2 separate regions of the Mus musculus genome follow, and region 2 is linked to region 1. The links are chromatin contacts, called in public HiChIP or PLAC-seq maps. All regions are on one chromosome and are shown on one strand. The core of a region is the stretch at or near the end of the contact, and the rest is flanking DNA. Distances in the headings are between cores, read along the strand shown.

Evidence for each region. HiChIP or PLAC-seq counts read pairs in DNA pulled down with a chosen protein or histone mark.
Region 2: a FOXA1 HiChIP or PLAC-seq map of pancreatic cancer cells shows a contact between it and region 1. The contact joins the enhancer-like site here to the promoter of Sdcbp in region 1. A contact is called at or near these places in 1 of 39 promoter capture datasets (the C10 cell line), 4 of 115 datasets of contacts at active chromatin or transcription factors (effector CD8 T cells, memory CD8 T cells, microglia and 1 more) and 3 of 9 other capture datasets (adipose tissue, liver and pancreatic islet).

The regions. Positions count from the first base shown.
Region 1 is chr4:6,362,905-6,368,496 of GRCm38.p6, forward strand. Sdcbp (syndecan binding protein) reads left to right here and starts at 2,776. Exons shown (of 9, transcript NM_001098227.1): 1 at 2,776-2,855.
Region 2 is chr4:6,470,349-6,475,940 of GRCm38.p6, forward strand. No RefSeq gene overlaps it. Among named protein-coding and RNA genes, the nearest start is that of Nsmaf, 19 kb to the left of the region's middle. Within about 2 kb of position 2,658, at least 24 of the 459 cell types and tissues checked have an H3K27ac peak or open chromatin away from gene starts, as enhancers often do. A contact at or near this core is called in pancreatic cancer cells, where this site is marked.

The DNA of each region.
Region 1 (5,592 bases), core at 1,526-4,025:
GAGAGAACCACAGTTCGATTTGTAAGGAAGTTCTACACTGCTGTCCAGTGGCTGGGCTCATGAGTGTCTTACCATTCTTCTTGGCAGTCGGTGTTACCAGTGCTTTGAATTTTAGCTTTCTGATAGATGCGGATGGTGGTCTCATTTTTAAATTTGCAGTCTCCTACTTTTACAGGATTCTGAATTTCTTTTCAAATTGCTCTCCATCTGTATCTTTCAGAACTTTTGCCCGGCTTTTAGTTATTTTCAGACAGGGTTTCTCTCTCTCTCTATGTAATCCTTAGCTGTCCAGGATCTTACTTGTAGACCAGGTTGGCCTTGAACTCCTGCCTCTGCCTCCTGAGTGCTGAGATTAAAGGCTTGTAAAATGGCTGCTGTTAGGTTTGTTTCTTCTTCATCTTCTCCTTCATGATACAGAGGGGTCGAACTCACAGCTGTGTGACTTTGCTTCTTTGTCAAGATCTATTCGGTGCATTTGTTGATTCTATTTCTCTGCTTCATTGCCTGTCATCTCTACTCTCCCTTGATTACTATGCTATACCATCAAAGGAGTTTTGTACTGAGTTACTGCTGTTATGAACAGAATTTTCGTGTCTCTAATTCTAGTTCCTACAAGGAAGCCCACTCTGTAGTGTGATTCATGAACTCTGCCCTTCTTCCCTTCCTCTTCCCCTCTTCTTTCCTCATCGCCCCTTGTTTTTCTCTCCTGTCTTTTAGTTGCAATGAGAAGTTGGCTATCTGCACATTAGGAGGTGGGTCCTTGTTAGATCCAAAGTCTTTAGGTAACTCAAGATATAACAGGTATTCCCTGTTCCGTTGCTCCAACCACCTAGCCTTTGGTAATTTGTTCTTGTAGCCACAGTAAAACACCCTCAAGCTACATATTTTATCTTCTTCAGCATCCTTTATGATTAGTTTATTTACTGTTTGTGTGTGTGCCCATGTATATGTGTACAGTTCTCCTGCCACACAGCACAAACATGTGAAGTCAGAGGACAACATCTCCAGTTGGCTCTCTCTTTCCAGGTTGACAGTATTTTTTGTTTTTTTTGTTTGTTTTTCAGCAAATGCTTTCACTCCACTAAACCATCTTGCCCGCCTTGGTGTTTTGTTTTTCTCACAAACTGTGGAACCAGCTTGTTGGTATCTATGACTTGATAGGATTTTGACTGAGATTGGATGAGATCTATAGATGGTGGGCAGAACTGACATCTCCATAAAATCTTTCTTCCTATGTATAAAGGTGGGCGTCCCCCACTTTACTCAGATCTTTCATTTTCTTTAGAACTCCCTGTCAACACAAAGAAACCGCAGCTCTCATCTTAAAGGTGATAAGAGATAGTTGATTTTGGAACCATTTTGAGTGACCATGGCCTGGGAACACAGATTTAGGTTACTTCAAATTCTATGTTCCAACAAGTAGCCTCAAGTAGCTCTCATAGTTTTTGTTTTTGTTTTTGTTTGTTTTTCTGAGACAGGGTTTCTTTGTGTAGCCCTGGCTGTCCTGGAACTCACTCTGTAGACCAGGCTGGCCTCGAACTCAGAAATCTGCCTGCTTCTGCCTCCCAAGTGCTGGGATTAAAGGCGTGCACCATTTTACAGGACAGAGGAAGTCATCAGTCAAGGCAAGCTTACAATACATAGGCGCTTACTTCAGAGAGGCAGGACAAGGCAGTGGGGGTGAGGTTCAGGGAACCTTTCTGTAAGACGCAAGGTGTTTTCTGGTGGCATTCTAAGCATTTGGATTGGTAGAAGCTAGTTGCCTGCTAATTCAATAGATTCTAAAGACCTGTTGTTTATTGTCACAAGATGTTAGTTTAGACACAGGGAAACAAGGAATGGCTGTTCTGGAGGGCCAGGATTTAGCCCAAGATATGGTGATCTTCCTCTGGACTTTCGACATTCCAACCTATTTATTTCCACAGCATGAAATTCTAATTAGGAGTTTTCCTTCACACAGATATTCATTCAACTAGGCTTGTAGCTAAGTATTTTATCTTGATATATTTTTAATATTCAATTCCAATTGCTCATTTCGTGCAGATAGGAAAGTAATTGACTCGTGTGTATATTAACCGTGTATCGTAGCAACCTTGCTGTAGCTGCTTATTCTGCTTACTGGTGTTTATTTTCTCTTTGTTTACATAGATAATCTTGCCAGCTGTGAATAGAACTGTATTTCTTCCTTTTCCATCCCGTAACTCGTTTTACAAGTTGTTCATCAGTTAAGCCATATTCTCCCTGGAGCATCACATTTTCATTCCTCTTGTCATGTAATGCTTATTGTTTTACCAGAGATAAAATTTCAAATGACTGTGATGATGAATAATTTAGATAGACAATTGCTTGCATGCCAATGATGTCATATACTGTTACTAGGAAATGGCCTCAGCCATGGACTGGTGTAGATATTGTCAGTTTCACATATTCATGTACACCCCAAACATCTGGATTCCCCTATCAGCACCATCAACTCTCAGAAAGCACATAGTCCGTGTTTTTAAGATTAGAATGTGGGTTTTATTTATTTCAGGGTGTGTGTGTGTGTGTGTGTGTGTGTTCAACACCGAGAGTAACAGTCAGCAGCCAATGAGCATTCGTTCTGGGAACAAAGGGTAGTAAAAGGCGGCGGGGGCTGCCAGGGAACCGAGGCTGGAGCCGGGAGTTGGGAGGATTTCGTAGAGGGAGGGTGGGCTGGTGGTCGCTCGGGCTGTGCCGCGTTGTCATGGGGACGGCGCGTGCGCCTGCGCCTGCGCGGCGGAAGGCGGGGGCGGTGATGACGCGCAGGGCGGGCCCCGAGGTTCGGTTGTGTGGAGCTGGAGCGGGCAGCAGGAGCGGCGCGGTCCTCGGGGCAGGTGAGTGGCCGCGGGGGTCCCGGGCCCCGGCAGGTCTCGGAGCTGGTCCGGCGCTCTGCTTCGGGCCCCGGGTGGGTCTGGCCGGGTCCTCGCCCGCACTCGGTGGCGTCCTCAGCGGCTTCCGGACGGCTGGCAGGGCGCGACGGACCGGAGGTGACAACGGTTAGCTGCGGAGCCGCTGCTCTGGAAGGGGGCAGGGAGGGCCAGGGCTTGCAGCGGGGTGTGTGCACCAGGAACGGTCTCCGGAGGTCTGGTGACTCAGATCTCCTTGGAGGATTTCCTTCTAATACGGGGCGGAGGGAGGCGTACAGACGTGGAAAGTTTCCAGTTTCAGAAGTGCAGTTATGGAGCCGTGGAGTGTGTGGGATCGTTTGTTGTATTCGTCCTATCTTCGACACATAGCTTTTTTTTTTCTTGTTTTGTTTTGTTTTCCATTAGGTAAATTACTTAGAAAGTGTAGAGTTTTAAATTCTTAACACGCACGCTTTACACCGAGAACAAATGTTTAAGAACGAAAGTTATATTGAAAATAGCTGCTGCCCTGGTCAATTGTCTTACTTTTGAAATGTCAAGGTGATATAGTTCAGCAGATTTGTACTCTCATTTTCCCGATGTGAGGATAGGACAAAGCAGAAAATATGCCTTTTCATCCTGTTAACAACTTAGGTCCTTAAACTGGTAGGTCTTAAGTGGTACGTAAGTATTACTGATCAGATGACTTGCACCAGGAAATAAGGAAATGGAATGACGAGAAGGCTCAGTAAACAATTACTCCATTATAGCCAGAGTCACTTAACTTTGGAAGCAGATTTTAGCTGTGCTGGATCTATTAAAGAGGATTTAAAAATCATGAACAAGAAAGGGCTGATTAAGATTTTGATGCACTTTTGAATTAAGCAGCCCTTTAAAATGAGCACGGCTCACCGACTTCCCCCCATTTTTGCCACTTTCTCTTAGGTAGTAAACATCCAGAGACTGTAAAAGACACCCACACACTTTAAAATACTTATACATTTAATAATCGTTCTCCTTGTACTTATTAATTGCCAAATGTTGCAACACTTACTGAAAATTTTAGCTTTTAAGGATGTAATTAGTAAACATATGGCTCAAAATTTTAAGCATTTAAAATGTAGAGCATACAGTATAAAACCTCCCCTGTGCTTGGCATAGGCTTTGGTTGTGCCCACCAGCCAGCCATATTTCCTCTGGCAGGCCAGTTCTTTTACGGTCTTAGGTACTGGTTCAGATAGTGCCTCTATGGTCAGACATGTAAATATGTTTCCCTCAGTTTAACACTGAGGAAGGCATGATTTTCTGCTGTATGTGTCTGTTTTTCCAGTTAGTAATAACATTTTGGATTATAACTTTCAGTTATGGTTAAGTTTGGCTGTGTTTTGGTCAGTGTCACTGTGACCAAGCTAGTAGGTATGATTGTCACCCTTTGCAAGTACATGTCAACTAAAGACATGAAGCGGTCTTACTGTGTCTGGAGTTATAATTGGAGCAGATGTCTAAATTGTAGGAGTTACTCCTCTTATACTTAACTTTCTTAAAATTGTAAAAGGCTTTGAACAACTATATTTAAAAAATGATAGTTTCTTTCCGCTAGCTTTTTAAAAAATGGTGTGTGTGTGTGTGTGTGTATGTGTGTGTGTACATACGTGGGAGTGGGATGGGGAGTGCAGGGAGTGGAGAGGCCAGAGTCAGCGTGCCTGTGGGGTTGAATTAGTGGTTTTGTCAGTTGCCCCAAGAATGGGTGCTGGGAACTGAACAGCATGTGTTCCTTGGAGCTCCTGCATACAGACCTGCCAGGAACCTAGGCCCCTGGGGCCCAGACTCACAACAACTCTACAGTTTTAACTTTGTCACCTTCTTAGTGTGCCCTACTAGTGTACATGGTCTGAACCTTCCTGGGCCCCACTCCTGACGGAGAATAAGCAGAACCTCCTTCCACGTTTCCGAGCTGAAGGCTCTCCCCCTGCAAGACTCCTGTCACATCACAACAGATCACAACAGCTCCAGCTCCTCTTACAGCTGTAATGAAGGGTAACCGCTTCCCCTCTATAGACCCTATACTAACCTGTGACACATATGGGCGCAGGTCTCAGTGGCTGATCATCAGAAGCCCCTGGGATGTTTGGTTTATTTATTTTTTTACAGTCCAGTCGTTGCCCCCACTCCTGGGAACTTTTTTTTTTTTATGCCTGAGGTAGTTTTTATCTGAAGATTAGCTAAAGTCAAATACTTCTCTTGGGACCTGACCTAAGTGAGTTCTCTTTCACTGTGTGTGTGTGTGTGTGTGTGTGTGTGGTGTGTTCATTCCATGTGGTCACAGAATTTCTGTTAGGATTGATTCAGGTATGTTCTTTGACACATTATATGAACTACAAGGATTGTCTTTTGTCCCTCTGGACAACCAAGGTCCTTATTATTTTATTTGAATTCAACACAACACTTTTTCTTATTTATGCTTTTAAATTATTTGTATTTAGTTGTCTGAAGTGAAAAGTTCCACAGTGGAACATTACCGGAAATTTTAAGAGTGATTTCAACGAAGGAAAACTAAGCCATTCCAAAGTATTTGGGTTTGATTATACATAGTTGAAATGGGCCACATATTTGACTTGCGCTAATTTCCCCAATTAGAATATGTGGTCCTATCTTTTAACCATTGTGAAGATTTCAACTATTATCTTTGTTCCAGCACATCATTGCTTTTGATTTTTCTTGTATT
Region 2 (5,592 bases), core at 1,408-3,907, 110 kb after region 1:
AGGGATATCTGGAAAGGTGTGTAAGAAACACATACACATCACATGCACACATCCCATGTGTTCTCTCTCTCTCTCTCTCTCTCTCTTTCTCTCTCTCCACCTCTCTCCTCACACTCTCTCCTTGTCTTTAACTTGCCCCAGTCTTTTATTATTACTCCAAAAGCAGGTAGGAAAAAAGTTATTGTATAATCATTGCCAGATCAAATTCAAAAGAATGATTACATCTCACAAAGAAGTAAGAATCACAATTGTTCTCCAAAGTTTCAAGCTTCCACTAATCCCAGGCCCATGGCCAAAATAATAATTGTAAACTTATTTAAACTTTTGGCTTATTATACTTCAGAACTCAAGAGCTCTGAGGCCAACTACATGCATTTTTCTGTGAAGCTCTAATGATAAATCACATGGGCAAAGCTGCCTGGCAGTGGCCAGAAAGAACCAAGTTAACCCTTAACTCAGCAGTTCCGCTAGCTTTCTGCTTCTGCACATTGCACACAATGACTCTCCTAAGAGTCCCAGTGTTTTGACTTAGTTTTACTAGTATATAATTTTCTGCATTCTATATTTTATTATCTATACATTTCCAAAGGAGAGCAGGAACCACTGTCAAATGTGTAAAACTTATTTCATAAATTCAATAGCTTTTATTTCTCGGGGTCATAATATTGGCTCTGCTTCATTTTCTTAATTTATTTCTAAACATAATTTCTTCAAACTTTTCTTTGTTAGTCAAGCATTAATTTGGAACTACCATTGTACAGTTATTGCATTGTTTCTGAGATGAGAACTCATAGCATGTACCTGGACCATTAGGACTATGCTGCGCTGTGCCCCTATGCCCCAATTTTTGATTGTTTAAGAATCATTACATCCCCAACACTTGGGAGGCAGAGGCAGGTGGATTTCTGAGTTCGAAGCCAGCCTGGTCTACAAAGTGAGTTCCAGGACAGCCAGCAGGGCTATACAGAGAAACCCTGTCTCAAAAAACCAAAAAAAAAAAAAAAAAAAAAAAAAAAACAAAAAAACAAACAAAAAAAATCATTACATCAAGGAACATCACAGAATTCACCAAAGCAGAAGGAGAAGGAAATAGGAAAGTAAGATATAATAGAATAATTATGCACACCAAGGCCGAAATCTATACAGTCATTGTCCAGGGCTAAGGTTAGGAGAAATGGGAAGAACTTTTTTACAAATGAGCTTCCATGGGCTTTTGAGATGTCCCCACCAAGGCCTGCTGTAGTTCCTTATTTCTGATGGCAGGTCTGGAGGGATGTGTCTCCTTCTTCTCAGGGTCCCAGATGCCATCTATGTCATGGTATGCTGCCCTCAACAAGAGTCCTGCATCTGGGCATAGGTGGAGTCTGAGTTGACCAGCCTGATAGCTCTCCTGTGCCCATACTACCAGGGCCAGCTCTATTATGCTGCCAAGGTGGGTAGAATGGTCTCACTCACCTGAGTGCTGTAGCTGTCAGGGTGCATACAGGGTCAATACTCCAAAGAGCTGTAGCCAGAGAGGTGGGGCTCTCCTGGCTTCTTATGCACTATGACTACTGTTAACACTTTTCTGGGGTTCCATTTTCATTAAGGACATGACATCAGCCTCATATTTTCTTTTTTTCTACAGTGTTTCTTTGAGCTTTGTTCCATGTTTCAGATCTCTGCAACAATGCTTTCTGATGCTACTCAAAAAACTATACTTACAAAACGATTTCTTTAGGATTTCTGTGTTAGAAGCTGAAATAAGACATATTTAAAGCAATGTTTAACTCAGCTGAGGCTGTGTGTTGTCAATTCCCACCAAGGTCACTACTCCCAAAGCTATTTGGTCTAAAATATCAATATATACTCATAATTGTTAGATCCTATAATTCAATTTCTAGTTTTGTGTAAAATCTAAGTATTCACTGAAATGCCTATTAATTTCATCACAAAGTATAATTTAAAATCTGACTCTGGGCTCACAGGTCAGATGCTTCAAGCCAACTGCTTCTCTGATCCTTTTAAACCCCGGAAATACATCTGAATTCAGGAACTTTAATTTCCCAAATGTTCTTAGAAAGAACTAACAGACACACTCTCTAATTTTTTGTTTTGTTGCTACTGTTGTTGTTTTTAGCACAATTCATCTGCTACAGATAAGCCCTCTCCCTCTAGCAACACAGTTGCTCTCCACTTTGTGACTCAGGTGTGGTACCCTACTCTCAAAAGCATTCCCTCTTCACATGACAAGAATGAACAAGAACGGACAAGTGTCAGCTATCCTTGTTTAATTGATTCTTTGTTTGATGGACTGTATTATAAATACCTGATTTCAAGCTTACAGCAACAACAATCACTACTTGTCTTAGTTGGGGTTTCCATTCGGTGAAGAGACCCCATGACCCAGGCAACTCTTATAAAGGACTTACAGGTTCAGAGGTTCAGTCCATTATCATCAAGGTGGGGAAATGGCAGCTTCCATACAGGCAAGAGGAGCTGAGAGTTCTGCATCTAGATCTGTTTGCAGCCAGGAGAAAACTGACTGTTGTGAACTGGGTGGAGCTTCAGAGCTCACCCCCACAATGACTCACTTCATCCAACAAGGCCACACCTAAGAGTACCAAGCATATTCAAACCACAGCAGTATTTATTCTGAAAGGGTAAATATATGTTCTGACCAACAGATATTAATTTTCAACCAGTCCCTAGGAAGGACCTTGGCAGACACCATGCAGGAGGAGCTGTACTGGGCAAGTGAGCTTCCTGGAGATGGGCCACCATTTTGCATAGCTGCAATGGTGTATCATGGATAGGCAAGGCATAAGAGGCTTTATCCCAGGATTGCTTATTGCTGCTGCTGTGCCTTCTCATGTTTGTCATTGCTGTGCTTCTCATACATCTAGCATGGTTGTCCACGGGGAGACCCTCACTGCCTCTATAGCCTGGTGTGATTATATCCTGGGTAATAGCCTGCTCTATTGGGAAATTTTCCTGCAGATCAATATGAAGATGAATTTTCATAAAATAGTATTGTTTAGATAAACTAATGAATTCACAGAATTCCTGATTTGACTTAAATAAAATTAGTTTTAGGAATTTAGGAAAACTAATAAATAAATAAGTAATAAAATTTTTTTAAAAAAACCCGGGCGGTGGTGGCGCACGCCTTTAATCCCAGCACTCAGGAGGCAGAGGCAGGCAGATTTCTGAGTTCGAGACCAGCCTAGTCTACAGAGTGAGTTCCAGGACAGCCAGGGCTATACAGAGAAACCCTGTCTTGAAAAAAACAAAAACCAAAAAAAAAAAAGGAATTTAGGAAATAGTTTAGGAAGTTGATAACTTAGGGAAATAGTTTAAGTTGTTTTACCAGAAAGATAATAATAAAGTTAGAATCGAGTAGAATGTAGAATGTGCCCCCTCACTTGTAGATTAATGAGGGTGACATAGGTTAAAAAAGTACAGTAAGTTTTTATGCATGATAAGCACATAACTGCACTTTGAAGAGAAAAATAGGCTTGAGACAAGTTAATGACCAAAGAAAACATTCATTCTGGGTTGGGTCTGAGTTTTGGTATCTTGTGATCTAGGGATGTGGCCATAGGTTTTGGTGTGTACCATAAACAGACAGGGTTATGAATAAAGAATAAATCTATTGTGAATATAAGAATAGAGAATAGATGATTAGCCAGTTTAGCTGAATAGGACATCAAAATTAATACCTAGATGATCTATTTCTTTGTAAATACAAATTGTCATCAGCTAAGCATAGAAAATATCTTGCTAGTATAGACTTAGCTTACTTATACTTTGTTAGTCAGTGACAAAAGAATTATTACTTTGGGGTAACATGGAATTTGTGGAGAGAAAAATAGATGGGCAATGTTTAGTTAGGTATGAGTTTCAAAAGAAAAATAGAATATCAATAATCCTGTCATAATTTCCTTTTGTATAATTATTTCAATCTTATTTTGAAGAATATGTTTTTGTGGTGATTGTAATCAGAGAATGTATAACTTATGGCTATGAAGTTATCTTTTTCCTACTTAGAAACTTTGGTTTTATGTGGTATAAAAGGGCTAAGGGAAAACATAAAGTTGTTAGAGTTTTGCTCTATCCACCCAATATGCCTGTCTGTCTGCCTGTATGTATATCTGTATGTATGTGCATGTGTGAAGTTGTTGGAGCTTGTCTTGCTTTATTCCCTTCCCCCACCTGTGTGTATGTGTGTGTGATTTCCCCTTTTTCTCTTTTCCTTCTTGCCTAACCCACAAAGAGTTTAAAGAGTTCAGAGAATTTCTCACTGGCCACAGGGGCTGCCAGGGCCAGTGAATCAAGCTTTATTTCCTCAGAGAAAAGTGATAATTACACGTGTTGCTATAGGAACTTTACATTTTCTTGCTACAAACAACAGCACTGCTCTAGAAAGGAGTGCTTTCAAGAACAGGGAGAACTTTATACAACACTCATCAGTGGGATCATAAAGATAATTTTCTCACCTTCAGAAGAGATTGGAAGAGGAATATGGTCCTGGCCTTAGTCATGCTGGCTTCAAGGGGACGCCATTTTTGCTTATTTATAAGACAATAAAGATCTAACGGAGTGTTTTCTGTGAAAGTCTAAAGCACCAGGGCTTGGGATGTAGCTCACTGGTCAAGCATCCTTGAATAGCTTACTCTAAGATCTGTGCCCAGTACCCTACACTGTCCAAACCAAATAGTGCACATCTGTAATTGCAGCACTCAAGAGTGGGAGGCTGGACCATGAGGATTTCAAGTTCCTTTTGTTGTGGTGAAACAACATTACCAAAAGCAATCTGGAAAGGAAATCATTTATTTCACTCACACTTCAATATAACAGTTCATCATCAGGAGCAGTTAGGGCAGGAATGTCGAGATAGAAGCTGATGCAGAGGCCATGGAAGGTTACTGCTTACTGGCTTGCTCATCATAGATTGTGAGCTTGCTTTCTTATAGCACCCCAGATCACCAGGTCAGGAATGGCACCACCCTCAATGGCCTGGGACCTCTCACATTAGTCACTAATTTATTAATACCCTACAGGTTGACCTACAGTCTGATATTATGGAGGCATTCTCTTAATTGAAGTTTCCTACTCTTAGATGACTCTAGTTTGTGTCAACGTGACATAAAACCCAGACAGGGTAGTCACCCTTGACTATATAGCATTTGATGCCAACATACATGAGATCCTATTTCAAACTTATCATTTAAGCCAGGTCAAAGGTTAAAAAAAAATCTTATCATTACTATGATTTGTGATTTTTAACAGCTTTTCATATGTCTTAATAGTCCTTAACACCTGTCCAGTGCCCCTGGACTAGTTGGTTCACTATCATTTGGCTCAGATATGAGAGAACTCTGATCAGGATAGGATGATGGATGGGCCAGATACAGAGGTACAGATACTATGAAGAGTGGGGACCAGATAAAGAAAAGAGAAGCTCAGTGGGCCAGAGTCAATGGTTTTCTTTCTATGTACTGGTTGGAATTCCTAAGCTGTCAGTAAATGATGACAATTCTTATACTATATGCCTGATGCCATTGACTTTTAAGTAATTTGGAGGTCTTGGAGCAGGAGAAGCAAGAGCAA